Linked DNA regions of Mus musculus: region 2 is linked to region 1. Evidence: chromatin contacts called from public HiCAR-type data. All regions are on one chromosome and are shown on one strand. Each heading gives the region's core, a stretch centred on a gene start, on an enhancer-like site or on the middle of the called end of the contact. The rest is flanking DNA. Distances are from core to core; before and after follow the strand shown.

Region 1 (5,277 bases), core at 1,126-3,625:
TAAAACCACTGCTCTTCTCTTCTTTCATAGAAAGCTGTAAGTGACCACATGGCTACCTGTGTGACCCCAGCCAAGTCACTTGCCCTATCTGGTCTTCATCTGTGAAAATCCTACAGAGGTCTGGAGATGAAATGAGTTGCTCACTCAGCAACCATGGGATCTGGTACACGCCAAGCCTCAATCCATAGCTCTCCTTATTCTTTTCTTCTCATAGTGTCTGAATTCCATCCAGAGCCTCACACAGCCATGTGCTCCACCACTGACACACACAGCCAGCCAGCTCTGAGTTTTCCCTCTTTGGTCTCATATCTTAGCAAGTCCGGGGGTCTGGTCAAGAGTCAAAAAAGAGATGGGTTCAATGCTTTATTCTGGCGGTGTGGAACTCGGTTTCTCTGTGCTTTGATTTCCTTTCCTATTAATGGGTGGTCACAACTGTTTCCCCAATGGAGGATACTTGGGCCAGAGGAGGCGCTTAGCACTTGGCGAGCTCTCTGTGGGCCCAGCTTGCAGCTCTGGCCTTTCCGGGGTGCAAAGGGAAAGGGGTCCTGCGGGATCCAGCAAGAGCCGGTGGGGAGCTGAGCTGAGAGTGGGATCCGAGGCTTTAACCCTTCCAAAGCCGCGCCTCTCTGCCCCTGTGGTCCAGTCACCGTGCGGAGGAGGGGGGCCTGGGAAGGACAAGGCCTTGGGGTGACCCACGCCTGGTTCAGTGGCTGAGCTAGGTGAGGGTGAGGGGTTCATTGGATCGCAAGCCTCTATCCGGCTAAACAGATCCGAGGGCTCAGGTCGCCAGCTTGTGGGGGAGGATGCTGGGCCAGGTGGGGAGATGCTGGGGAGGGGCCGCCGTCCGCACCGCCGCTCACCTGGGCGCCGGCCGCCGATGCGGTCCCGGATGCTCGCCGCGCAGCACCGCCCTCCCTGCGGGCGTTCGTCGCCGGGCCGGGCCCGGCTCTGTTCGGCCCCACCGGCCCGCCGCTCGGCCAGATCCGCATGCGCCGCCGCCGCCGCGCCTCCCCCCACGCGCCGCAGCCGCTCCGCACGCCCCCGGGACCCCTCCCGCACGCCGCCCCGCCGCCCGCGCTGTCACACACCGGGCCACGCGTGTGATGCACAGCCGCGCTCGCGAGCGCTCGAGGCAGCGTCACACACTCCCACACTGCCACTCACACACCGGGCCCCTGGCAACGTCATACACACTCTCTCCACATGCACACTCTCATGGTGTCACTCCTTCGTAAGGGGTCAGTCAGGGTCAAACCTTCTAACTGTCTGTCACACGCAGTCACTTGCAATGTTTTCCTCTCTGGAATGTGTCCTGCAGGGTCATTCACTGTGACACACTCTGATATAGCCACCACTGACAGTGACACTCAGATATCACCAGTAGTTACCAATACAGTAAATAGTGCCCTGCAGGATCGTACATACATTGTTACTCAAATACTGCCACCACCACAATAAGGGTCACATGAAATCACTTGAACAGTATCACAGGATGGAATAGTGCTCTGCAGGACCACGCACTGTGACACACTCACATACAGCCACCACCACCAATAGCACATACAGTCAGGCATGTCACACACCTCCAAGGTGTCACAGAGTATCTACGCTCACACAACACAAAGTTCACAATCGCATAGTCTTACACGCTTAAAATGTCACACCAGTTGCCTAGGCACAAAAGATGACACACCCTGTGTTGCTACACACCCATACATCAGAGCCTCAACAAGACACAAAAGGAATCTCAGTTGATGTCACACACAGTCACACATAAATGGGATCATATCACGCACCCATGTGGTGTCCCAAACCTTCCCAATCCGAAAGTATCACACTCCATTACAGCTTACCATATCACACAGGCTGAGTACCCCTCACAGTATCACCCCCATGGACGCCAAATAACATTAATGATCTCTATACACAACTCACATTGCAACACAAGGAATGAAACCGGGTGTCGCCCACAACCATGCTGTCCCTTGTGGTCACTGAGGGTCACACAGGCACAAAATCACCCCACACACCCCTCTTGCTTGTTGGGAGGACGCTTTGGTAGAGGGAAGTACCATCTCAGAGCCTGTCTGTAAGGGGGCGTGAGCAAAGAGAGCACGGTGGGCGTAACGCCCCGGCCGGCCCCGCCCCGCTCAGCCCCGCCCACTAAGGGTGGCTGTCTCTAGTAGGCAGAGCGCTAAGTGACAAACTGCTCTAGCACCGCCCACTCCCTTCCCTAGAAGGGGCGTGGCTTCTACGTCTAAGCGCCTATCGGAGAAGGGGCTCTGGAAATGCAATTTGACTCCTCCGCCTACTCATGCTCTTTCCAGCGGGAGGCGTGGTCGCCTCGGTCCCGCCCTTTGAACCCAAATTAGGAGGGTGAGGCGGAGGCTGGAACCTTGTCTGGTCCCGCCCCCTCCTTCTGGGTCGAGGAGGACCCGCAGCGCGCCTCCTCGCAGCCACTGTGTTCCCGCGCGTCCTCGGAGTTCTCAGCTTTTCCGGCCCTGGACCCCGCAGCATGACTGTCAAGAAGATCGCGATCTTCGGTGCCACCGGCAGGACCGGGCTCACCACACTGGCGCAGGCGGTGCAAGCAGGCAGGAGCCGGGGCGGGTGGGGGAAGTCATGAACACCGGGCGGAGTTTTGGGAAAAGTCGTCCTGGGGGCCGGGCGGAGACCACACGGGGCGGTGTGTGCCCCAGCCTGTGGGCCAGCAAGTGGTCACGGGGGCACAAATGGAGGACTCTGACATTCAGCGTTATGTGGGTTCAAGGCGTAAAGGAATTAACTGTGGGAACCTGGAGGACTCCTCTGACAGTTCTATGCAAACCAGGGGTTCTTATGAAATGTCGTAACTGTGGTGGTGGTCCTAGTTAGCACACCCAGAAAGGGTTTTCTGAGCCAGGACTAGCTTGGCATCCAGCCAGCCGGGCCATCTCCTTACACGTGTTAAAATTCTGGTGACCCTCATTTGGAATGGGAACTAGTGTGTTACCCCACTTGACACATAAGAAAACTGAGGCGGAGAGGACTTGCTGGTACATGGCTGTGTCGGGATTTGAACTCCGGTCCGTGGTCTTAAGCACTAAAAAACTGTCTGCAGGCTCATAGTTTGGTCACTGGAACAGAAAATCGAAAAGGTTAGGCAGCAACTTACTTCAAAGAGAATGGAGGTGATCACCCTATAAGAGAGGGGCAGTCCAAGAACTGAAGTCCTGGGAAGGACATTGAGCTTTGGGGCCTCCCGAGGGGAGGGCGCAGGATCCCCCATCATCCCCTGGCTCCTCAGTCTAGAAGTTAACTCTGGACCAGACGTGAAAGTTCCAGATAAAGAGCCACACCCTTGCTAGCCTTGGCGATTCTTAAGATATTGACTATCAGAGTGCCCCAAAAGGGTGGAGGCCACAAAGAGCCCAGTCCCTGCTGGTTCCCAGCACAGCTCCTGCTTTGGGTGAGGCTTTTTCTAGAAGTTCCATCCCCCCGCCCCCCATGGGCTATCCTTTCCCCCAGGGACTTAATGAGGGCCTTAATTCGTGGCAAAGGAGAGCGCCCTGGGCCTCCCAGAGAAAACAAACTACAGGCTGGCTGTGGTGGTGTAGACCTGTAATTTCCCCCACCCCTGGAGAGGCAGAGGTAGGAGACTCAGGAGATCAAACCTATCCTTGGCTGCGCAGCAAGTTCAAGGCCATCGTGGGCAACCTTAGACCCTATGTCAAAACAACAAAACAAAAGCAAGCTGCTGATAAATCATTTCTAGGGAGGAACAGGGAAAGGAAGAGAGAAGTTGACAAATGCTGTGTCACCATGAATTTGTGGAGTATCCTGTTAAATACCTTAATCCCCAATACCACTGTTTACTGATGGCTCTCCCTGCTGGTCACAGTCGGAACTACACGAAGGATTTCCGGGAGGCCTGGCCTTTTTCTCCCTGTGGCTCAGAAAAACCTGTCAGAAACAGGAAGAGGAAAAAAAAAAGAAAAGAAAAAGGAAAAAAAAAAAAAAAAAGGCAGGAAGGGATTAGGGGATATAGCTCTCAGAGATGAAACGCCTGCCTGGGATCCACCTGTGAGAAGAGGCTTGAGGGGGGCGTGGCTCAGTAGGCCCCACGGCCTAGCGGCCTAGCGTGCCCAAGAAACTGCACAGTCAAGGAAAACAAGTAGCTAGGAAGGGCTTGGGTTTTAGTCCCTCAATGTCATTTTGTAGGACCAAGGGTCTAACAAACAGACTCTGGGTTCATCCTGTGTATTTAAACAGCCAGGTCTACCACATACCACAGTGATGTGACCAAATACTGTGTCATCTACAGTCAAAGACCTAAATATCTGTAAAATAAATAAAGAAAAGAGAAAAGAAGACCAATATTGAAGCAATGGTTGCGGGCTAGACAGATAGGTCAGTGGGTAAAGGTACCTGACAACCTGAGTTAAATCCCCAGAAAGAGAGAACCAACTCAGAAGAACTTGACCTCTGACTTCCATACATGCACACACACAAATAAGAGTAACAGATAAACAGAGGTTGCTAGCTGGGTGGTGGTGGTGGTGCAAGTGTTTAATCCCAGCACTTGGGAGGCAGAGGCAGGTGAATCTATGTGAGATCGAGGACAGCCTGGTCTACAGAGTAAGTTCTAGGACAGCCAGGGCTACACAGAGAAACCCTGTCTCAAAAACAAAACAACAACAAAAACAGGGGTTGCCTTGAGACTCTGATGAAATGACTTACAATGCAGAAAGTGCTTAGAACCAAGGCTCATGCCCAGTGGGTGCTTATACTCCTCAGCCAACTGAACTCAGATATAAAGATTATAGCCCAGTCTTAAATGTAGCTCTGGTTTTCTCTACCCACTGTGTGCCCAAGGCTAGTTACCAGAACCTGCCTCAGTTTCCCTTTCTTGGTATGATAAGAATGGCCACTTTGTAAAATTGTTACAATCTAGGACTTTTCAAACTAGGGCTCAGTGTGAGTGCTGGACTGCTTTAAATTGGTCACAAACGATCAAAATGTATCAAGTTGCTGCTGCGGGAGTCGCTAGAATCTGAGCCTAGGCCCTGGCAGCCAGGTCTGACCACGTGTCCTCAGCAGGTCAATTAGTGAGAAAAACTAATAGTGAAAGTAGAAAAAGGAGATGAATTTAATGTAAGCATGTCGGGAAGCTCCTCTGCTACCCAGACCCAGCCTTCAAGGTCTTGATGAAAGCTACAAGTTTAAATAGAAGGCAAGAGGTACCCACGCATGCGCAATCCCTCTCGTTAATGGTGTGGTCATCACAGCCATCATCTT
Region 2 (5,194 bases), core at 2,599-5,098, 2.8 Mb after region 1:
CTGATTGTTGTTTCTTGCATAAAGACAGGATCTCATTATGTAACCCTGTCTGATCTGAAACTTGTTATATGAAACAAGCTGACCTCCAACTCACAAATCTGCTTCCCGCCTGCTGAGGTTAAAGGTGTGCACCACTACCACCTACTAGTTTTCCGTTTCTGGTGTCATTTCTCTTCTATCTGCCATTATTTAATACTTAAAGTTGATCCATTTGAAGAAAAACATTAAAGAAACGTGTGTGGAAAGCCTTGTGAAGATCTTTGTAGATGAGTGCTTGTGTAAATGATCTTGTGCTGGGTAGCAAACTACCTCCATTTCTACTGATAAACATTTACTGCCTCAGAGGTTGTAGCAGCTGCTGCAGGATGAACCTGCCAGGACTCAGTCGTGTGGAAAGCAGGAGGCTGAGCGCACAATCCTCTTGCCTCAGCCTCCTACATGCTGGGATCACAGGAGCGCCACCAAATCCACGCTAACACTACAGAAACCAATACAGTAGCCATTCTTAGAAATATTGGTCTCCCTTTCTCTCAATGTGTGTGTGTGTGTGTTGCTGTGGGCGTGGGCTTAAGACCCCCACCCTAGCTGCCTGGAAGCTTCCAATAAAGCCCTGCAGATGAAGGTGTAGAACTCTCAGCTCCTCCTGCACCATGCCTGCCTGGATGCTGCCATGCTCCCGTGTTGATGATAATGGACTGAACCTCTGACTCTGTATGCCAGCCTCAATTAGATGCTGTTTATGAGTTGCCTTGGTCATGGTGTCTCTGTACAGCAGTAAAATCCTAACTAAGACACCCAGTTTCCTTAATGCTGGGCTTATGTGTTCCGCCATGTCCAGCTGTAGGTGGATGTTTCTTGGATGTGTGTGTGAGTGTGCATGCACATATACACACAGATTATATTGCGGAAGAATCCCTGTTGTATAGATAAGAAGGAAGTGTTTTCCCTTGGCTTCAGACTCTCATATCCTATATATCAAATTTTATAAACTTCTCTCTCAAAGTCATGCACAGGAACAGAATTGGAGGCTGGCAGTGGACAGCCACGATAGAACCCAGCTGGAAGAAGGAGGAATCAAGTTGGGATGAGAGGAGCAGGGGAGATGATTGATAATGGAGCCCCCAAAATAGGATGTGCACATTGGAGAGCCAGCCTGGGTGGGAGGCATGAACCTGGAGCCATGCTCAGGGCCCTTGGGTATGAATATCCTCAGGTCAGGGGATATGGGAAACTGTAGCACGCATCCACCATGTTGCAAGTTCCCCTGAAGGATGGTCCAGGCTGTAGGCCTGTCTGCAGCACATGGGCAGTGAGCACTGGGTGTCCAGCTGCCCCTAGTACTTGAGCAAGTGAGCATTCCACACCCTCCTGCTTCCAATGGCGATGGGGAGTTCACTCCCTGCAGCCTGATGCGGTATCCTCCACCGTCTCCAGGGCATCAACTGACAAGGTAAGGAGGTCCCTGCAGAGACTGATCCCAGCCTTCTCCACTAGGGAATAACCATAGAATCTGGGCTCCAGCCCCCACCCACCAAGGCAAGCCCCTCTTCGATTCTGCCCCTCAGTCTTCCCCTCTAAGGGAGGTCCCTGTAGAAGCTGACCCCAGCCCTTAACACCCAGAGGAATGCCCCTGGGAGCACTGACTGCTCTGATGTTCTAACCCCTCCCTTCCATCCTGTCTTCCAGAACCAAGAACCAGGAACACCAAGAAGCCTGAGGCACTACCCTTTCCTCCTGGACAGGAAGTTTCCCCTGCGCCCCTGGAGCCCAGCCACACAGCCTCTGGCTCAGTATATTTCATGGTGCTGGGACCTCCATCTCTGGGGAGACCCTGAGGCAGCAGCCGCTATTGTCCTTCCTACTTGCTTCCACAGTGCCAGGGCTTGGAGCCCCTGACCAACACCAGGCTACTCATGGGGTGCCGAAACAACGAGTTCACAGGTTCAGAGACACCAAGAGCAGCACCGGGCACAGCTGTGAGCTTTGGAACAGCTGGTGTGGCAGCTGTACTGGGAGAGCCTGCTGGCCTGCGCACACAAGCGTCCATTGTACTGTCTGAGAGCCTCTGGGACTGGCAACCAGGACACTGGCTCCACCTGCAGGGTCTCTGCTTTAAACCAGGGTCCAGTGTTAAAGAGCCTTCTGTATCTGTGGGGGTGTAGGAGTGGCCTTGCAGTAGAGGGCTTGCCTATAAGAGCCACCCCCCACCCCACCCCGAGTTCCATCCAGCACCCGCCAACCAAAATAGGCCTGTAATCCTGTAATCCTACCAAGAGGAAGGCAGGGGCAGGAGAATGACAGCAAGTTCAAGGCTAGCTTAGGCCATTTGCAACCGTGTCACAAATGAGCAGGCCTGCTAACACCTGTTGTGGGGTGACACAGCCTCAAACCATGCCTGCCTTTGAGTTCATGTCTGCTTGAGAAGAAGGTGAACTAGTTAACTAATAAACCAAATCACTCCGAGCCAATCAAGACTGAAGGAGAGGGGCTGACAGCAGTGTGTCTGTGACACGTGGGTGGAGAGGGAGCCTGTCTGGAGGGCACTTGGGCCAGGGTAAGAGCAACTCTGCAGAGCCCCTACCATCTGGGCCATCACAGTGAGGACGGCTGGATTGCCCTAGAGAACACCTAAGGGGGTGGGTACAATTTTTATAAAGAGCAAAGATGTCACTGAAAAGGTACTTATGGGTAAAATACTAAGAGGGAAGGGAGGGAACCATCCAGGTGTCTGTGGGAAGAGTTCCTAGGCAGAAGAGACTGTGAGGATGTGGTACAGATGTAGTGAAGTGAACTAAGTGGATCCTAAGGGAAGGTGAAGATGGAGAGGTGACAGGCAAGGTCATGTAGGGACATGGTGGGCTATGGTGGACCACACTGGAGAGTGTGTGTGTGAGGAGGAAGAGGAGGAAGAGGAAGAGAAAGAAGAGGAAGAGGAGGTGGAGGAGGAAGCGATTGTAATTGGTTCTTGCTATGTTGCCCAGGTTGGCTCTGGATCCAAGGCCTCCGTCTTCAGCCTCCTAAGTGCCAGGGTTGTAGGCCTGTACCATACCTACTAACACTGGCTATTGCTGGGGTTGGTGTCAGGCAAGCAAATGTGTCTGAGTCCAGCAAGGTCCAGAGGCAGAGCTTGTTATTACGGCACCAGTTCAGCCAGGCTGAGGACAGAGAGAATAGAGGAGGCTGAGGCTGGTCCAGGCAGGGAGAGGCAGGATAAAATTCTGGAACTATCTCGAAGAGGAAATTCCCAGTCTGCCCATTAGAAGGAAGAGGTGGAAGGCCGAAGCCACGGTGATTTGTGGTGTAATAGATAAGGCCAGGCAGGTGTGAGGCTGAGGTGGCCCTGAGCTAGAAGTGATACATATTTTTAGAGATGGCACCCAGAGACCGTTGGTCACCTCTCTACACTACCGCAACCACAAAGCTTGGTTCAAGTACCACCATCCTTGAGCAGGTGGCTAACCTTTCTGTCCTGGGTGATGAGGGTAAGAGTGAAGAGAAAAATGTGGCCCTCCCTTTACGTGGGACGTGGGATGAGCATAGAAGGAGTAGGACTGAAGTTTACAAAGGGCTGACACAGTACCAGACTCACCACTGCTAAACACGACCTGGTTTGCTAAGTGGAGGAAAACACCCGTTCCCACCCATGTCTTTTTAGTCCTTCTGTCTACCTCATCCTGTTCCAACTCTATGTTTGTCACATCCTTCCAGGGGACTATCTCCCATTCCTCTGGAGATCCCGAGTGTCTAGCCCCTTCCCGTGGCCTCCAGCGTCTGCCTCAGCGCTCTGTCTCCCAGCTTCTCCTCCCCCGCGTCTTGTCACTGCGCATGCTCCGCCAGCGCCCCTCCTTCTCCATCCCCATCCCCCGCCAGCGTCTGGGCCTCGTCCCCTTCTCTCTGTCTCCCTCTCGTCCCCCATCTCGTCCCCCGACACTGACACCCCGATACTCCTGAACTCTCTTCAGTCCCAGCCTTGCTCTCCAATCGGCGCCATCTGAGGTAAGATGGGAGGCTGGGGAGAAGGGGAGGGGCGAAGCATCCTGCATCCCTAGATAAACAAACCCCGGGAGGGGGCGGCCGAGACCCAGGGGCCTGGCACCCGAAGAGAAGAATGGGAGGCTGGGCCTGAGAGAAGTGGCAGGCATTGGGGCCCATATCCCTGGGCCTTCTAACGAGTAACGGGGATCCCTTTGGTTGCCCAAATCCAGAGCTGGGGACTAGGGGGCCGCCCGTGGCTCTTGAAGGGGCTTGGACCCCCGCGCTGTGGGGAGCCCTCTCATGCTGACCTATATCTTAAGGGTTTGCCTCCAGGCCACCCCCCCAACTTTGCACAGGCCCCCAAGGGCTACAGAGGACCATGACTAAGACGGATCCTGCCCCAATGGCCCCTCCGCCCCGAGGGGAGGAGGAAGAGGAGGAGGAAGAAGACGAACCAGTTCCAGAAGCCCCCAGCCCCACCCAGGAGCGCCGGCAGAAGCCAGTTGTGCACCCCTCAGCACCTGCTCCGCTCCCCAAAGACTACGGTAACCACTGTCCCCACCCTAGAATCTAGTCTGGAGCTTTAGGTGATGGTGGGTGGCTTGGCTGAGCTGTGTTGATGGTGATGATGGGGGCATGCTGAAGGTGGTCCACTGGAGTCTTAGTTGATGAGCCCTTTAGACTGCTCTCCTTCGTTAATTACACTATCATCTGTTAGAGAATGGGGGTTGGAAAAATTCTAGTCCTCCATTCATGACATATCAATTCAGTCGTTTAGTCATTCAACAAACACTGTCTGGAAGCTACTGCGAGCCTAACTTTATGCTAGGAACTGGAGCTACAGCACAGAGCAAGATTTTCCTAAGACTTTGCCAAGAGAACTCCCCAATCGCAGTCCCACAAATGAGGCTAAATATGAGATTACAGGAGACAATGAGATTGATTTTATCAAGCACAGAATGCTGCAAGAGCTTTTAAAGACAGGGTTCCCCTTAAGAGGTAGCATGTGGGGAAAACCCAGGTCGGAGCAGGGAGGAGGAGGCTGCAGGAGAATTAAACACAGGAGTCAAGGGTCTGGGGTGGAGGGGTGTGAGGGAGGAGCTGAGAGGAACTGGGGAAACGAAGTGTCTTCATTCGTGGAGGACGGAGGATTCAGGCATCAGCCTTGCTCTCAGAGAGACCCAACAAGTGAAGGGACATACTACCTTCACTGTGCACA

The links. HiCAR-type assays count read pairs that join an accessible place to other places.
Region 2: a contact with region 1 is called in a HiCAR-type map of astrocytes, with 4 times the contacts expected there. The contact joins the promoter of Clip3 here to the promoter of Blvrb in region 1. A contact is called at or near these places in 1 of 115 datasets of contacts at active chromatin or transcription factors (astrocytes) and 1 of 9 other capture datasets (pancreatic islet).

What each region holds. Positions count from the first base shown.
Region 1 is chr7:27,445,603-27,450,879 of GRCm38.p6, forward strand. Blvrb (biliverdin reductase B (flavin reductase (NADPH))) reads left to right here and starts at 2,376. Exons shown (of 5, transcript NM_144923.3): 1 at 2,376-2,594. The coding sequence starts at 2,516. It overlaps Sptbn4 (spectrin beta, non-erythrocytic 4), which reads right to left and starts at 987. Exons shown (of 36, transcript NM_032610.2): 1 at 861-987.
Region 2 is chr7:30,287,847-30,293,040 of GRCm38.p6, forward strand. Clip3 (CAP-GLY domain containing linker protein 3) reads left to right here and starts at 3,849. Exons shown (of 14, transcript NM_001360763.1): 1 at 3,849-3,996; 2 at 4,309-4,520. The coding sequence starts at 4,355. It overlaps Thap8 (THAP domain containing 8), which reads left to right. Exons shown (of 3, transcript NR_144498.1): 3 at 1,687-2,391. It also overlaps the pseudogene Gm50588.